Regions from separate parts of the Rattus norvegicus genome. Here regions 1 and 2 are each linked to region 3. Evidence: chromatin contacts called from public Hi-C data. All regions are on one chromosome and are shown on one strand. Each heading gives the region's core, a stretch centred on a gene start, on an enhancer-like site or on the middle of the called end of the contact. The rest is flanking DNA. Distances are from core to core; before and after follow the strand shown. Region 1 holds the start of Herc3 (HECT and RLD domain containing E3 ubiquitin protein ligase 3). Region 2 has its middle 41 kb from the start of Tigd2. Region 3 holds the start of Fam13a (family with sequence similarity 13, member A).

Region 1 (4,807 bases), core at 1,093-3,592, 200 kb after region 3:
AAATCCAGTCTTAGAATGAAGGGGGGGGGGGGACGAAGGGAAGAGAGGACAGAGAAGCTGTTGAAGAAGAGCCCAACAATTAGGCCCCCCACTTTCTGAACTTACCTTTTTCTCTGCACTACCTCAAAGCAAAGGGAATGCATGAAGATGTGTTAGGATCCCTTACCAAGCAGCTATATCCGTTTGGGCCTTTATGTTAACTTTGTTTAATCCTCTTTTCAGCTCTGGGCATTAGATATTATCACCATTTACAAGACTGGGGGTGGGGTGGGAGGCTGGGACTAAGGCTTGGAGACCTTAAGTTAGCTCACCCCTAATCAGACACTAGGCATTTGGACTAGAAGCCAGGACTGTCCCACCACGTTAAAGAGATGCACATTAAAGAAATAACTTCAGAACAGGGTTCTCCTAAGTGCTTAAAAATACATAAGGTGATGGTGCACACCTGTAATCCCAGGGTTTATAAGGCTGAAGCAGGAGGATTACTGAGAGTTCTATGTACACTTGGGCTATAGTAACTTAGAAGCTAGTTTATACTATATAGTATGACTCCACCTCCAAAAGAAAGGTATGAGTAAACTTCTGAAACTAAGACTATGTTTAGCTATTAAAGAGGGAATGTTTTTCAGTGTATATCAGGACCAGGGGTAGGTTAGGCTAACCTCAATCCAACCTTGATCACGTTAGTCATCCTTCATGTGACCAGAGCCAAGTGAGTAACTTATAAAATTCTTGCCACTTAATAGGGGCAGTAAATTTTCACTACTCTCACATCTTTTACATAGATTGGACAGAAACTATTGAAAAATAATGCGATTTTCCTGTTTATTTCTCCAGGCATCTTTCACAGCAAGCTAGCCACCTGACCACAACTTCTACTTTCGTTTCTCCCTGTTACCATATCCTCTCCGTGCAATACAAGAAGTCACTGACAGGCACCTCCAGTCACCCAAATAAAACAAAGGGGGAGCATTAAGATGTGATAAGATCCCCCACCGAGCAGCTATGTTGGTATGAGCCATTAATATAGTCCGTGGTCCTGAATGAGTTTCAGACATTTCCACCTTCGTAAGAGAATCCCTTTCAATTAGACTATCGCTTTTATTTCTGAAACTAGTGCAAAGCCGTTTGTCTCCAGCAGAGGCGCGACTTTCATTACTTACACAGCCGTATTTAAGTGGTATACAGATCTTAAGAGATTCAAGTTTGTCCCGCAACATGAAATGCAATACCCAACGACTTCTCCAACAGTTTGGACATTTTTGGACTCCTGCTTCTTTTTTTTTTTAACACGATGAATGCCCACTATTTACTGAACAAGTCCAAGTGGCTACCAGTGAACCAGGCTTCTATTTTTTTCATGACAAAGGTGTTTTGCATCTAATTTGATTCCTGCAGTCTAACTTCTCAGATGGGGTCAAAACTGGAGTGTGTAAGCCACCGATTTTGTTTTTCTGATTTATATCCGAGGAAAGGAATACAAAAAAGGGCTGCACTGTAATTTGCCTCTGAAAGTACCACATTGCTCTGGCTGCATCTTAAAATCTAATCCTTTTTACTTCGCTTTCCTGTCTTTCCAATCTAAAACTAAAAGTCAGTTCACTTTATCAAATTATCAAGTGAAAGGTTCTAGAAATAGCTTCCTATTTGTGGAAAGAGCCAGAAGGCACATAAAAATGGAAGATATCACTTGAATCGTCCTCCCCCAGAGCACCCCGGATGAGACAAATCCCAGCAAAATCCTAGACGCCTTAGGTAAAATTTAAGGCACTTCTTAATGGGGCAGGTGTGAACTCTAAAGGAAAACAGCCAGGATGAGCAAAGTTCAAGCATTCCTCCCCTAGGGCCCCGAACTGCACACGCATCCCGCAGTAGCCGGAGCGAGTCTCCCCAGGTTCAGCCCTTTGGTTCACACACCTGCTCCAAGGTCCAGCCGTCGGCTCGCTCGGCCGCAGCAGCGTCTGCACCAGACACCGGATCCCCGAGCCCCGCCCGCCAGCTGGGTGGGAGGAGCCCGCGGCCAGCCGCAACGCGAATTCCCCTGCCGCCGCGCCGCGATGCTCTTCACGCAGGGAGGTCACCCGCTGCCGGCGGCCGAGCAGAGCCGGTAGGCGCCTCCGCGACAGGGAGCTGCGGACAGCCCAGCCCCCTCCCTCCCCCGCGAGTGCGGCGGGCTCGGTGCCCTGAGATCGTCGCCCCGCCTGCACCCGCACCCGGGTCCGCAGCGCCGACCCGGCGGCTGCAGCCCTCAGGCAGCTCGGGCCTCCCCGGCCTTCAGCGTCACAGTAATAATGAAGTTTCCCCCCGCACTCCCGCAGATCGAGCTAGGAGAACGACTTCCCGCCTGGCCAATGGTGGCGGCGGCAGCGGGGCGGGGCGCGGCGGGTGCGGAGAGGGCGGGGCGACGTCGGGGCGGGAGGGGCCCGGGAGATGACCGGGAGGGGGCGGGGAGGTAGCGGTACTCAGGGCTGGAAGGAAACTGGGAGGGGGCGGGACCTAGGGCGGGGGAGACGACCCGGAGGTGGTGGGATCGGTGGCTAGGATGCGGGACCCACAGCCCGGGAGGTAGTAAAGAGATGGCAGGACCCTGGACCCAGAACAGGAGAATGGAGGAGTAACCTTTGCTGGAGTGAAATTGCTTTTTCCCAGCGAGGATGCAAAGGAGCGATGCCCAGTGGTGTAGGGGTTTTAGTCGATTGGGTTGGTTGGTTGGTTAACTTCTTCCTTCGTTCGTTCTTATTATTCATGCAGAGGTGAAAGGGGACTGTGACTGGCAACTGGCATGGTGTGCTGTAGGGTGACTGCCAGAATAGAGAGTAGTTCCAAACCGATGTCACTCGGGGGCCAAGTACTGCGGGTCCGCAGTGGTGCAGAGTAAGGGTGAACTAGAGGAGAGCACACTGCAGAAAACAGAAAGCATGAGAATCACCAATTCTAAAATCATAAAGCACTGTCTTTGATCTAAAACTCCAATGGGAGTGGGGGAAGGGAGGATGGGTATATAGAAGTATCAGCTTCGATTAACCAGGCCTCTAAGAGGATATGCAAGCATTCTTCTTCTCCCAAGGCCACAAATGCTTCCAGCTAGTGTTCCTTTCATCTTCAAATAATCTTCAAGAAAACTATATGGTAACAGTGAACTTATGTATCTGTCTGCCTTAAATTTGAAACGCTGAACATGGGAGCTTTAACCCAAAAAAAGATGTACAAAATTCTCCAAAAACTAATTTAAAATGAAGGCATGAGCCCCTGTCAACATATACGATTTTAAGAACATATACAAACAAGCAACTCTTAAAGGGACTCCTCAGTACATCCTGACTTAGTCATACAAATGTAGCAATAACAAAGAGGCCATGAATTTGAAGGGGAGCACATGAGAGAAGTTTGAGGAAGGGTAGTGATATAATTTTATTTTAATTAAATTTTAAAAGGAAATTGACTGTAAGTAGAAGAAGTTTTATAATCTGACATTTCCAGAATAATTCATATCTCATTAGGTCTTCAGGTGCCTACTCTGAAAACCTGACATATTAACCAACAGGAAAAAAGTCTCAAGGACTGACTAGATCCTGAGGATATGGCCTTGCCCTGGTGTATCCTGAGGCTATGCCAGTGCCCTGGTGTATCCTGAGGATATGGCCTTGCCCTGGTGTATCCTGAGGCTATGCCAGTGCCCTGGTGTATCCTGAGGCTATGCCAGTGCCCTGATGTACCCTGAGGATATGCCAGTGCCCTGATGTACCCTGAGGATATGCCAGTGCCCTGGTGTATCCTGAGGCTATGCCAGTGCCCTGATGTACCCTGAGGATATGCCAGTGCCCTGATGTACCCTGAGGATATGCCAGTGCCCTGGTGTATCCTGAGGCTATGCCAGTGCCCTGGTGTACCCTGAGGATATGCCAGTGCCCTGGTGTATCCTGAGGCTATGCCAGTGCCCTGGTGTATCCTGAGGATATGCCAGTGCCCTGGTGTATCCTGAGGCTATGCCAGTGCCCTGATGTACCCTGAGGATATGCCAGTGCCCTGGTGTATCCTGAGGCTATGCCAGTGCCCTGGTGTATCCTGAGGCTATGCCAGTGCCCTGGTGTATCCTGAGGCTATGCCAGTGCCCTGGTGTATCCTGAGGCTATGCCAGTGCCCTGGTGTATCCTGAGGCTATGCCAGTGCCCTGGTGTATCCTGAGGCTATGCCAGTGCCCTGGTGTATCCTGAGGCTATGCCAGTGCCCTGGTGTATCCTGAGGCTATGCCAGTGCCCTGGTGTATCCTGAGGCTATGCCAGTGCCCTGGTGTATCCTGAGGCTATGCCAGTGCCCTGGTGTATCCTGAGGCTATGCCAGTGCCCTGGTGTATCCTGAGGCTATGCCAGTGCCCTGGTGTATCCTGAGGATATGGCAGGGATATTGGCTTCATGTGGACCTTCAGTGAAAACAAACACCTCTGAGACCAAAAAGATGGGGAAGTAGCATCTGTTTTGGGGTAACTAAGGTTATCTAAGACAAAGTTCCCTAAACTTTCTCCACTTGTAATCTCTCTTCCCCCCCCCCCAAATGTTTACATATGCACATATAAAATAGACATTGAACTCATAAGAAATTTAACTTTAAGATGATTCTTTGTTATACAGTGTCACCATTTATTAAAGAGGACAGAAATTAATATGCTAGTTAGATTGATTGCTCATTTATTTTACATGAGGAATTAAACCTTACTCCAGGACAGAGATCAATGTCAATGTGTTTCAGAATTAGTTTGATTCTATAAGCATTAATGCCGAGAAAGCTATTTGATTTTGTATTTCAGCCA
Region 2 (4,708 bases), core at 1,118-3,617, 220 kb before region 3:
CAATTTATCTTACACGATGTAGGATTCATTATTTACCACGAGGTGGCAGAATGTGCTTATGTATTGTGGTAAGACTTCCTGAGCCAAAGTGGGATAAAATACAAATCCTGACTTCTGGTGCACTTAGTTACAAAGATGCATTCATATCATTATAAATATTTCATTAAAAATTTTGTCAATGGCACAGGTTTTGACAGATGTGTCTTTTTCATTTCTAAAACACTGATAAATTTCAGTTTTACGATGACTAAGCCATGTCCCCTAAAATCCAGTATAGGAGACCTAAAATTTCCTAGGAGTAACCTTGCTTCATGCAGCTACCTATGTCCTTTGTCACATTTCTGTTGTCATCATAACTTCTTAAAACTGTTAAATAGGAAAAATTAAAGATTATTTAATTTGGTGGTGTCCTTTGCAGTTTTTAACAATACAGCTCACTAGGATATATGAATGTAATATATCCACTTGGAAGAGGGATTTTCCCTGTTGAAAATCACTAGATCATGGGAGTTGGTCTGAGTGGTCTGCTCCCAAAGAAGGGGTGCAGTGCACATAAAAAGGACAGAGGCAGAAAAAAGGTAGTAACTTTGATGACTTCCGTGTGGACTTTGTCCGTTCCACTCCAGTGGTCCAGTGGGATCAGGAGCCTTGAGGATCGCAGACAGTCCTTGAAACTGGGTAGTCATTTTGGAACTGCTGGACCTGGTCTATTTTAGGGAGAGTTAAAAATAATTTTGTTGGAAGGGAAAAGATCTAAGGTCAGAGCTAGAAAAATGTAAAAAGCAGAAGCAAAGGGCATTTGCTGTACCAGAACTGTAAAGCAGAAATGGCCTGCGGAGCCAAGTAAACACTGGCGCGGACACAGAGGTCCAGACTGGTGGGGTTTGGGCTTTGCTCAGGATAGGGTACTCCTTTTTATGTGTGCTCGAGGCTTGGTGTTTGAACCTTTTGGAAGTTAGGTGAACATTAGTCGAGAAAATAACACAGAGTTTGGGTGACTATGTTGAAATCTAAAAATCCCATTTAAACAGATCAAAACAGCAACATGTGCTGTGATGCAGGACAGTTTCTGTAGATGAGAAATTGGACAGAATTTAGCTGTGTCTTCTGACTTAGGGTCCCTTATAAGGCTTCGGTGACACTGTCAGCCTAGGCTGCAGCCATATCAAGACTTGAAGGAAAAGTTCCCCTCTACACTCATGTAAGATGGCTGTTGGGAAGGTTCAGTAACTTGTCGGCTGTTAAAGCAAGGGTCTCAGTTATGGATTGTTGGTCGCAAAAGAAATAACAGCTGCCGAGAGAGGGGAAATGCAGAAAAAAGGGGAGAGGAGGAGGAGGAGAAGGAGGAGGATGAGGAGGAGGAGGATGAGGAGGAGGATGAGGAGGAGGATGGGGAGGAGGAGGATGGGGAGGAGGAGGAGGGTGAAATAAGAAACTGGGTGGATTACATCTGATTCTCAGAGTGAGATCACATCACATTTGCTATGTTTTATTACTGGAATTCAGGCAGTAGATCTAGCCTTCAGTGGCGTGTACTACATATGTGCATAAAAAGTACTTTGAAGCTCCGAAAAAAAAAAAGTACTTTGAGCATGTTAAACCTCCCATGTGTACACAAATGTAATGTATGTCTGTGTCTGTTTTATATGAGACTTACTGAGTCCACTTAGTGCTGTCAGTATGTACATGGTTACAGGCTGTATGCTGGAGCATAGGTAGTCGCTCAGAGGTTGCATCCATAAAGGAAATAACTCTCCCTTTCCCAACAGCCATCATGTGCTGGTAGCTCCTCAGCTGGGGGTAGGACACCATGACCTCCTTCCTTCCCCGTATATTCCTGGATTATGGTTATAGATCCTGTGAAGCTTTTGTCAGTGAGGTGATAGTTGCAATGTGCTACTGTGTGCAACAACCTTGCCATGCCTAGAGACACTGTCTCACTGTAATTGCTCACTACCTGTATCTCTTACAATCTTTCCTTCCCTTCTTCCACGATATCTATGAGGCTGGAAAAGAGTCTTATGATATAGCTACTCCATTTAGAGCTGAGCACTCAGGCATAGTCTGTGCAACATTGTTGAGTTGTAGGTGTCTGTTAATCACCACCTTCTGCGAAAAAGAAGCTTCTCTACTGAAAGTTAAAAAGTGTAGCTATTTATGTAGTTATTTATGGTAGGGTGATAACCTCATTAGGAATCAGTTGAGATGTTTTGTGACTTAGCAGAATAAGAGTGCTAGGTTCTCCCATAGTGCCTATAACCTATTTAGCTCCCAGAGTCTTGGCCTCAGTAACAGTGCTAGTCATGAGTTCAGTCTTATGGAATGTCCTTAAACCCAATCAGAAAGTGGTTGGTTGTTACCTTAACCTTTGTACCAAATTGCACAAGTGGGCCTCTCCTGCCAGACTGGTCATTACTGTAATTCACACTTTATAGCTGAGTAAGACTGATTGCTGATTTATTTTTCTTCTCCAGTAGCTTTCATAACACCTCCCTGTACCATGAAAGCTAGCCAGGAGAAATGAAGCTTCCAGGTCAGTACCAGTTTGGTCTCTACATATGCTATGACTCAAGTCTATGGTATCTTTAGTAACGGTGCCTTACAACCAGGTTCTAGAGAGAACACCAAGAAAAATGTCAGTAATTTGGGGACTATGGAACCCCACTGACTGACAACTTCAAAAGAGAAAAACGATATATGAGACCAGGCTTTTTATTTGATGATCTGTAGCTTCTGGGCCATGCACTTTCTTCCCTGATAAAAGATAACTCCACTTAGATACTTTTTGTATATGTTTCTATATTAGGAAATAGGCTTTTAAAAATGTATTCCAAGTTAATTATCCCACCCCATTATTCCCCTCTTTTCCTGGGTTCTTTCGTACTTCCCTTGAAACCCCCATTCCATCCATACTTGCAACTTTCCTGCTTTCTATGGCTAATACAGTGTAAGCATACATCCCTAAGGATTCAGAGCTAAAAGCCCACAAATGAGATAGAATACCCAGCCAGCATTTGGCTGTGAGCCTGGGCCAATCAGAATAATTACATCCAGCTCCAACCATGTATCTGCTAACTTCAATTTTCTTTACTATTGAATATTCCATTATATGCACATACCACATTTTCATTATCCATTACAGAGAGAATATCTTGCTTTTTGCATGGATGCGTCGTCATCAATTAAAAAGCCTGTGGTCTATGGCTTAGGCAGGAGGTAGAGGTGGTATATCTGGAAGAGAGAAAAGATTTTTGGATAGAGCCAGCCAGGAAAGATGGGATGAGATAGGCACACGACAACCTGCCATATGGCAGAATACAGGCTAGAATAAATGGACTATTTTTCGTTATGTCTAGTGAAAGAAGAGCCTAGCTATATGGCCAAGATATTTGTAAATATATTTTGAGACTGAGTCTTATTTCTTGGAGCATGGGGCTGGGAGGAAGAACCACAGCCTAACTTCAACAATCCATTCATCAGTTAATGGATATCTAGGCTGTTCCTGTTTCCTGGCAGTTGCAAATAGAACAACAATGAATTTGGATGAGCAATTATTTTTATAGTATTAAAGTGTCCTTTGGGTATTATAGCTGGCCTATATTGTAGAGCAATTTGTAGCTTTTAAAGGAACCTCCATACTGACTTCCATGGTGGCTGCAACAGTTTTTATTTCCACAAATGATGTGTAAATACCCATTTCTCCTTCCCCACATGCATACCAGCATTGGTTGTTTCTTGTTGGTTTTTTTTTCACTCTGGCTAAGTGAGATGAAATCTTAAAGAAGTTTTAATTTGTGTCTCACCAATACCTAACATATTGAACATAAAAAAGAAATATATCTCAGTCATTTGTATTTCTTCTTTTGTGAGCTCTTTGTTGCCCCAAAAATTAAAAATTGTTGCCCCAATTTTTAATTTGGTTTTTTATTGATTTTATTTTTTGTAGTTCTCTGTATATTATAGATAAAAACCATTTGTCAGCTATATAAATGGTAAAGATTTGTCCTTTTCTGTAGGCTGCCTCTAACATAAGTGATGGTGCCCTTTGTTGTAAAGGAGCTTTTAGTTTTGTGGTTTCCCATTTGTCAGTTGGCATTTCCTGTGTCTTGGCGTTCTTTCTGGATATTTTATTTGGGAGAAAGAGTTGCCTGTTAGCTTGTTTGGGGCATATGGATGTATTAGTACAAACTTCCTTCATGGATCATATTTGCTATAAATAACCCACAGACTTTGACGTTTTATTGTTATTTGTATGAGTTCCTAAAAATGTTTTCCTTCATCTATTAGTTTTTTTCAGTTGCTTACTTGCAATTTTCTTCCATTTGTATACTATCCATTCTTTTATACTTGTATCATTTCCCCCTATTTCCATTCATTGAGACTTGAGTTGTGGCCTAAAATGAATCTATTCTGAAAAATACTGTATGTTCTGATGAGAGGTAGCTTCCTATTTTATTGTATTCCCTTTCCTTTTAGCTATAATAATATTTGACTTAATGTATTTGGGTAGCTGTGTTTCATGAGCATATATATTAACAACTCTTCTATCGTATTGCTGAATTGAGTGTTTTAGAAATGTGTAATGAGTGTTGTCTATTATAGTTTTATTTAAAGTGTTTGCTTTTTCTGGCCTGAGTATGCTAATCCCTCTAACTTTTTGCTTATAATTGGTTTAACATGTTGTATTGCTATGCCCTTTTTGATAGAA
Region 3 (4,844 bases), core at 990-3,489:
GACTTATCATCTCATAAGTAGACTAGCTGTCAAAAGAAAGACAAGAGGAACCAGGGTTTCCTCCCAAGTCCAATAAACACATAAGGACCAGATGTTAAACTGGCCTTGACATTAAAAAGAATATGGTTAATTTAACCCACCTACCTGATCTTCAACATGAAGCAAGAAAGTATAACCAGGATGAAAATGATGAGCATGTTTCTTTAACAATCCTCAGACATTATACTTTAATCATATGAGATGTTATTTGGAGAACTGTTTCTCATTAATGAGTCTTCTTAATAAAAAAAGAAAAGACTACCCAGATATAGATATGACCTTGGCTCAGTTCAACATTACAGTGCCTAATCTAAAGCTGAGAAAAAAGGAGACTATACTCTTAAATGCCAAGGCCAAATATAAAAATTATGTTTTTACCGGCTGTAAACACTTTCCAGAAGAGTGCTTTTAACAACTGTGATGTGTCCTTCTGCACCCTAACCACCCATGATCCACGACAAAAAAAGATGTGGTAGTCTGAATGAGAATGGCTACCATATGTCACACATTTGAATGCTTGCTTCCCTGTTGGTGTAATTATTTGTAAAAGATGGGAGATGTCGCCTTGTTGGAGAAGTTGTGTCATTGAGAATAGGTTTTGATGTTTGAAAAGCCCACACTAGCTTCTCTCTCTCTCTCTCTCTCTCTCTCTCTCTCTCTCTCTCTCTCTCTCTCAATTGTCATGCTACCTACTGTGATAGTCATGGACTAAATTCTGACATGGGAAGCAAGCTCCCAATTAAATACTTTCGTTTAAAAGTTGCCCTGATCACAATGTCCCTTCACAGCAAAGGAAAAATAACTGAGACATCAAGACTGCTCAAAAATATGATGATGTTGATAATGAGGTTGGTTCTAGAAATAGAAGTAATAATTTAAATGCAAAAAAGTACAAATATACTATCAAAAGGGAATATAGTGACAATTTCAGCTTCCTGAGTAATCTGTTAAAAAAATAGCAAGCTGAGAAAAACTACAGGAAAGTCTTTAAGCTGGCATAGTTTTTGAATGTCATTGACTGGGTCTCTGTTCTTTCTGCTGCTAAAAATAATGATTGTGACTGTGTTAGAACTCGTTAAATTTGCATAATGTGAAATAAACTATATATAATGTGTTTTTTGCTTTGTATCTATGAATTCATACTTATGAATCTATGATTTCATACTTTCCTAGAAATAGTATTCCTAAAGAAATAATAGGGGCTGGAGTACTGGCTGATCTTCCAAAGGACCCAGGTTTGGTTCCCAGCATGGCCACTTAGCCATTTGTAACTCTAATTCCAAAGGATTCTATGCCCCCTTTTGGCCCCCTCTGACAATAGTCACACTTGTGGTACACATGTGCATATGCAGGCAAACATATATACATACATACACATACATAGGTGTGAAATACAAAATTATAAAAAATAACCAACGACCACTTAGAACCCTTCTTGGAAAAGTGGTTTTGTAAAATAGAAGAATATATAATAAGAAACAAGTCTCTTCCAAGTACAGTTGATATTTTGGGTAGAAAAAAATAATATGCAAATAGCTACATTCACTTCATATTAATGAAATAAAAAAACAACAACAACAAACGGAAGAACCATGCTAGTAGACATTTTGATCTCCTGAGAACCTGAACCTTCTTAGGGCACGGTGTCCTCCTTCCCGTGAGTGATGTCACCAGGAACTGCTCACAGCCTAGTGTAAATAAGTATCTGGGGAAGAAAATGTGGGTAGGGCAAGGGTCCAGGTATTCTTTCATCTGGAAAAGGCTGGAAAAGCCTTCTCTGGTTACTGTTTGAGTAGTTTTTATTTGTCTATTTATTTTAGGAAAACAAAGTGCAGTCCAACTCTTCCCTTGGGCCTCAAAAACAGGACCTTAAGGAACGCTGTCTGTCCTTGACAATGCATTTCCTTGCTGGCTTTCTTGCACTTTGAGCCCTGCAGGACTGGGCTCCCCTGCAGTTATTGGTTACTCTTCACAGACTGACAGACTTGTCTGGAACCTCTCAGAGGAAAGTTTCAGGTTGCTGGGGCTTGCCAAGCCCACTAAGCAGCGAGCAGAGCGAAGTGGGGTGGGGACAGAAGGAGGAGCGGGAGAAGCAGGAGGAGGATCAGGGGGAGGAGCAGCCTTTCACACTCCACTGCTCCTCCTCTGATTGGCTCTGGGTTTCAGCTGCTTCGCTGGAACAAAAGGTCAAAGTGGACTGCAGTGTAAATGTGGAGGCAGCCGATAAATATCCTTGCCTGCAGCTGGAGGTGGAGAGGCAGTGTCAGCTTCATCAGGTTGTGTGTTCCGCGGGCCCTGCACACAGGGCTTGCCTGGAAGACACTCGAGGATCCCGTGCAGATTCACACACGAGGATGGCTTGTGAAATCATGCCGCTGCGAAGGTAGTGTTCTCCGCTTATGCTGTTTGGTATTTTCTGGGCAGCGTACTTGGCCAGTGCTCGGCATCATTAGTAACAGGCTGCAAACCTTGCAGAACGTTCTGCGCTGTGCTTTTTCCTCAGACCAGATGGAAACATTTAAATAGTGCACTTCTCTTTCACTGACACTTTTGTGCAGTTGCTCGTGATTGTTGGGTTCAGTTATGTTTTCTTTTAATGGAAGTGTATTTAAGACAATACCTCTGCTACCCGAAGCAAAGCAAACTGAATGGGCTTCCCGGGTCTCCAGGCTGTTAGAGCACTTCAGAGGGCTCAGGAGATGGATCTGATTATCTGCTCTCTAGGCAAGGACTTTGTCTCTTCAAGTGCATTGTAGAAAACGGAATAAAGGTTAAGGACAATGGTTTTTCCTTGAATAATTCTAGGTAGATTCGTGACCCAAATGACGCTTGGGGAAAATAACAAAAAACAAAACAACAAAAGCAAAGACACCCCCCCCCCAAATGCTGTGTAAGAGTGATTGAGCACTGGGTTCTGGCATTGCTGCTGGGGACTGTGATGAAGGGGTCCCTGAGTCCTATCAAATAAAGAAGGGTAACTGTAAATAGCCCGGGCTGTTTGGAAGCACACTACTGGTGAAGTAGATAGGAGTGCTGTGTCCTGGTGTGTTAAAGCCAGTACAGAAATGACTGTGTCCTGTCCCCACAAAAAGTCTGAGCCACCCAAGGTCACAGTTCATAGTTTAAAAACTTACTTTGGCTAATCATATGGTCACATTTGAGCTGCAATTACAGTGACATCTGACTTCACATATATGTTTCATTTACATTTTTCTATGGAAAATGGTATTTTTAAAAAAATCAGGCAGTAATGACGATTTATTGAAAAAACTTAGGTAAGATAGATTTACTTAAAAAATAATCCCACGGATATTGTTTGTGTTTTAACGACAGAACTATGATGAAAAAATGTATTACTTATGATAAAGGGGCTCCTGCAGACTTTGATTTTGCTGTCCTGTCCTGTCCACTGAAATAGGAATGTGATAAGGTGTTCAGAGTACCCGATCAGAAAATTGATACTTCAGTGGGGAAGGAAGTGCTCTGTAGAGGAATCCATAATTCTATATTGATTTGGTGAAAAAGTCACCCACAAAACTAATGTGCGCTTTCTGGAGTTTTAATATCTGATTTTAAGGTCGGGAACTTACATCCTTACAATGTCAGTCCTGAAGAGTTCTAAGCAGGTTGTGCTTTAGATAAAAAGTGTTGGCCATTACCAAGCCCCGTTGTAGCTGCCTGATTATAGAAAACCTGCTAATACAGAGCAAAAACGACCATGTGACTTCCTGAAAATGATTGTACATTGTCGGTTGCTGTAGTGAACCTACGAATATCTCAATGTGCATTCAAGAATGCTGAGTCATGACTTTTGTCTCCCTGATCTTTCGTGCACTCAATGTCCACCCCCCAAGCTCGAGGGGAGGGAGTGATTGATTCCCTGGCGATCTTCACTGGGAGCTTATTTCTGCTTTTGATTATAAACTTCCAGAAAACAGTGGCCAGGTGTATGATGAGGCTTCCTGCACAGAGGTCCCTTGTGAGCCTAAGTATTTATGCCAACTCCCTCATGCTCCTGCAGTGTTTCGTCAGCTCTCGGGCCAATGCTGTTCTCTATGTTTGTTACAGAAATGAAACCCATTGCTGAGGATCCCATCCTCAATCTACCCAAAGAAGAGAGTTTATAGACACAGGCAGGGTTTCAGAGTGCTTGAAACTGAATTGAAATAAATGGGTAAAATATTAGCTTTAAACAAGTTAAGCAATTCATGCTGAATATTACATTGAAAATAGTGGTGTAAATTCTAGTTAATGATTATAGCTTGTAGAAATCTATTGACAGCTGGTCTGTGTAGCGATCTAACACTATGCTGCCTAACATTGGCACATAGCATATTAAATATCATGGCCTTATGGGAGGTATTCTTTTCAGTTTTGACTGTTCAAACAAAACTTACTGTTTAATGTTTTCTCCTTGAGCAAACCCTACTACCCTACCAGTGAGGTGATTAAGATACAAGTTCTACTGTCCCACACTAGTGAAGATGCAGAAGCATCACCAGGCGGTTGCAATGTCATGCGGTAAATTCTGTAATACACAGCAAGATTAGAGTAATAACAGATGCGCCTGGATGAATACGTTTTACCCTGTGTTTTATTCAACCTCATCTACGTGTCTGATGTTATTAGAGGGTACACATGTACTGTAATGTCTACCTAACTTATAATTTTCATAGATGACTTTCTAGCCTTCCTTTCCATACCTTCCAAAGTCGTAGAAGACATTTTTATACTACTTATTAATAACTGGGATGAGAATGCATACCAAATTAAAAAGTGAGAATGATTTAAAGCACCTTTCCACT

Evidence for each region. A called contact is a pair of places that touch in the nucleus more often than the background predicts.
Region 1: a Hi-C map of liver shows a contact between it and region 3, with 3 times the contacts expected there. The contact joins the promoter of Herc3 here to the promoter of Fam13a in region 3. A contact is called at or near these places in 1 of 12 Hi-C or Micro-C datasets (liver) and 1 of 1 datasets of contacts at active chromatin or transcription factors (oligodendrocytes).
Region 2: a Hi-C map of liver shows a contact between it and region 3, with 16 times the contacts expected there. The contact joins the enhancer-like site here to the promoter of Fam13a in region 3. A contact is called at or near these places in 10 of 12 Hi-C or Micro-C datasets (the A7r5 cell line, the Rat2 cell line, Schwann cells and 5 more) and 1 of 1 datasets of contacts at active chromatin or transcription factors (oligodendrocytes).

What each region holds. Positions count from the first base shown.
Region 1 is chr4:89,279,980-89,284,786 of GRCr8, reverse strand. Herc3 (HECT and RLD domain containing E3 ubiquitin protein ligase 3) reads right to left here and starts at 2,342. Exons shown (of 26, transcript NM_001108631.1): 1 at 1,918-2,342; 2 at 1,314-1,454. It overlaps LOC120102287 (a long non-coding RNA gene), which reads right to left. Exons shown (of 5, transcript XR_005503614.1): 5 at 2,506-2,900.
Region 2 is chr4:89,701,335-89,706,042 of GRCr8, reverse strand. It overlaps the pseudogene Acbd5-ps1. Among named protein-coding and RNA genes, the nearest start is that of Tigd2, 41 kb to the left of the region's middle. Within about 2 kb of position 2,367, at least 2 of the 93 cell types and tissues checked have an H3K27ac peak or open chromatin away from gene starts, as enhancers often do.
Region 3 is chr4:89,483,299-89,488,142 of GRCr8, reverse strand. Fam13a (family with sequence similarity 13, member A) reads left to right here and starts at 2,239. Exons shown (of 18, transcript NM_001100862.1): 1 at 2,239-2,422. The coding sequence starts at 2,394.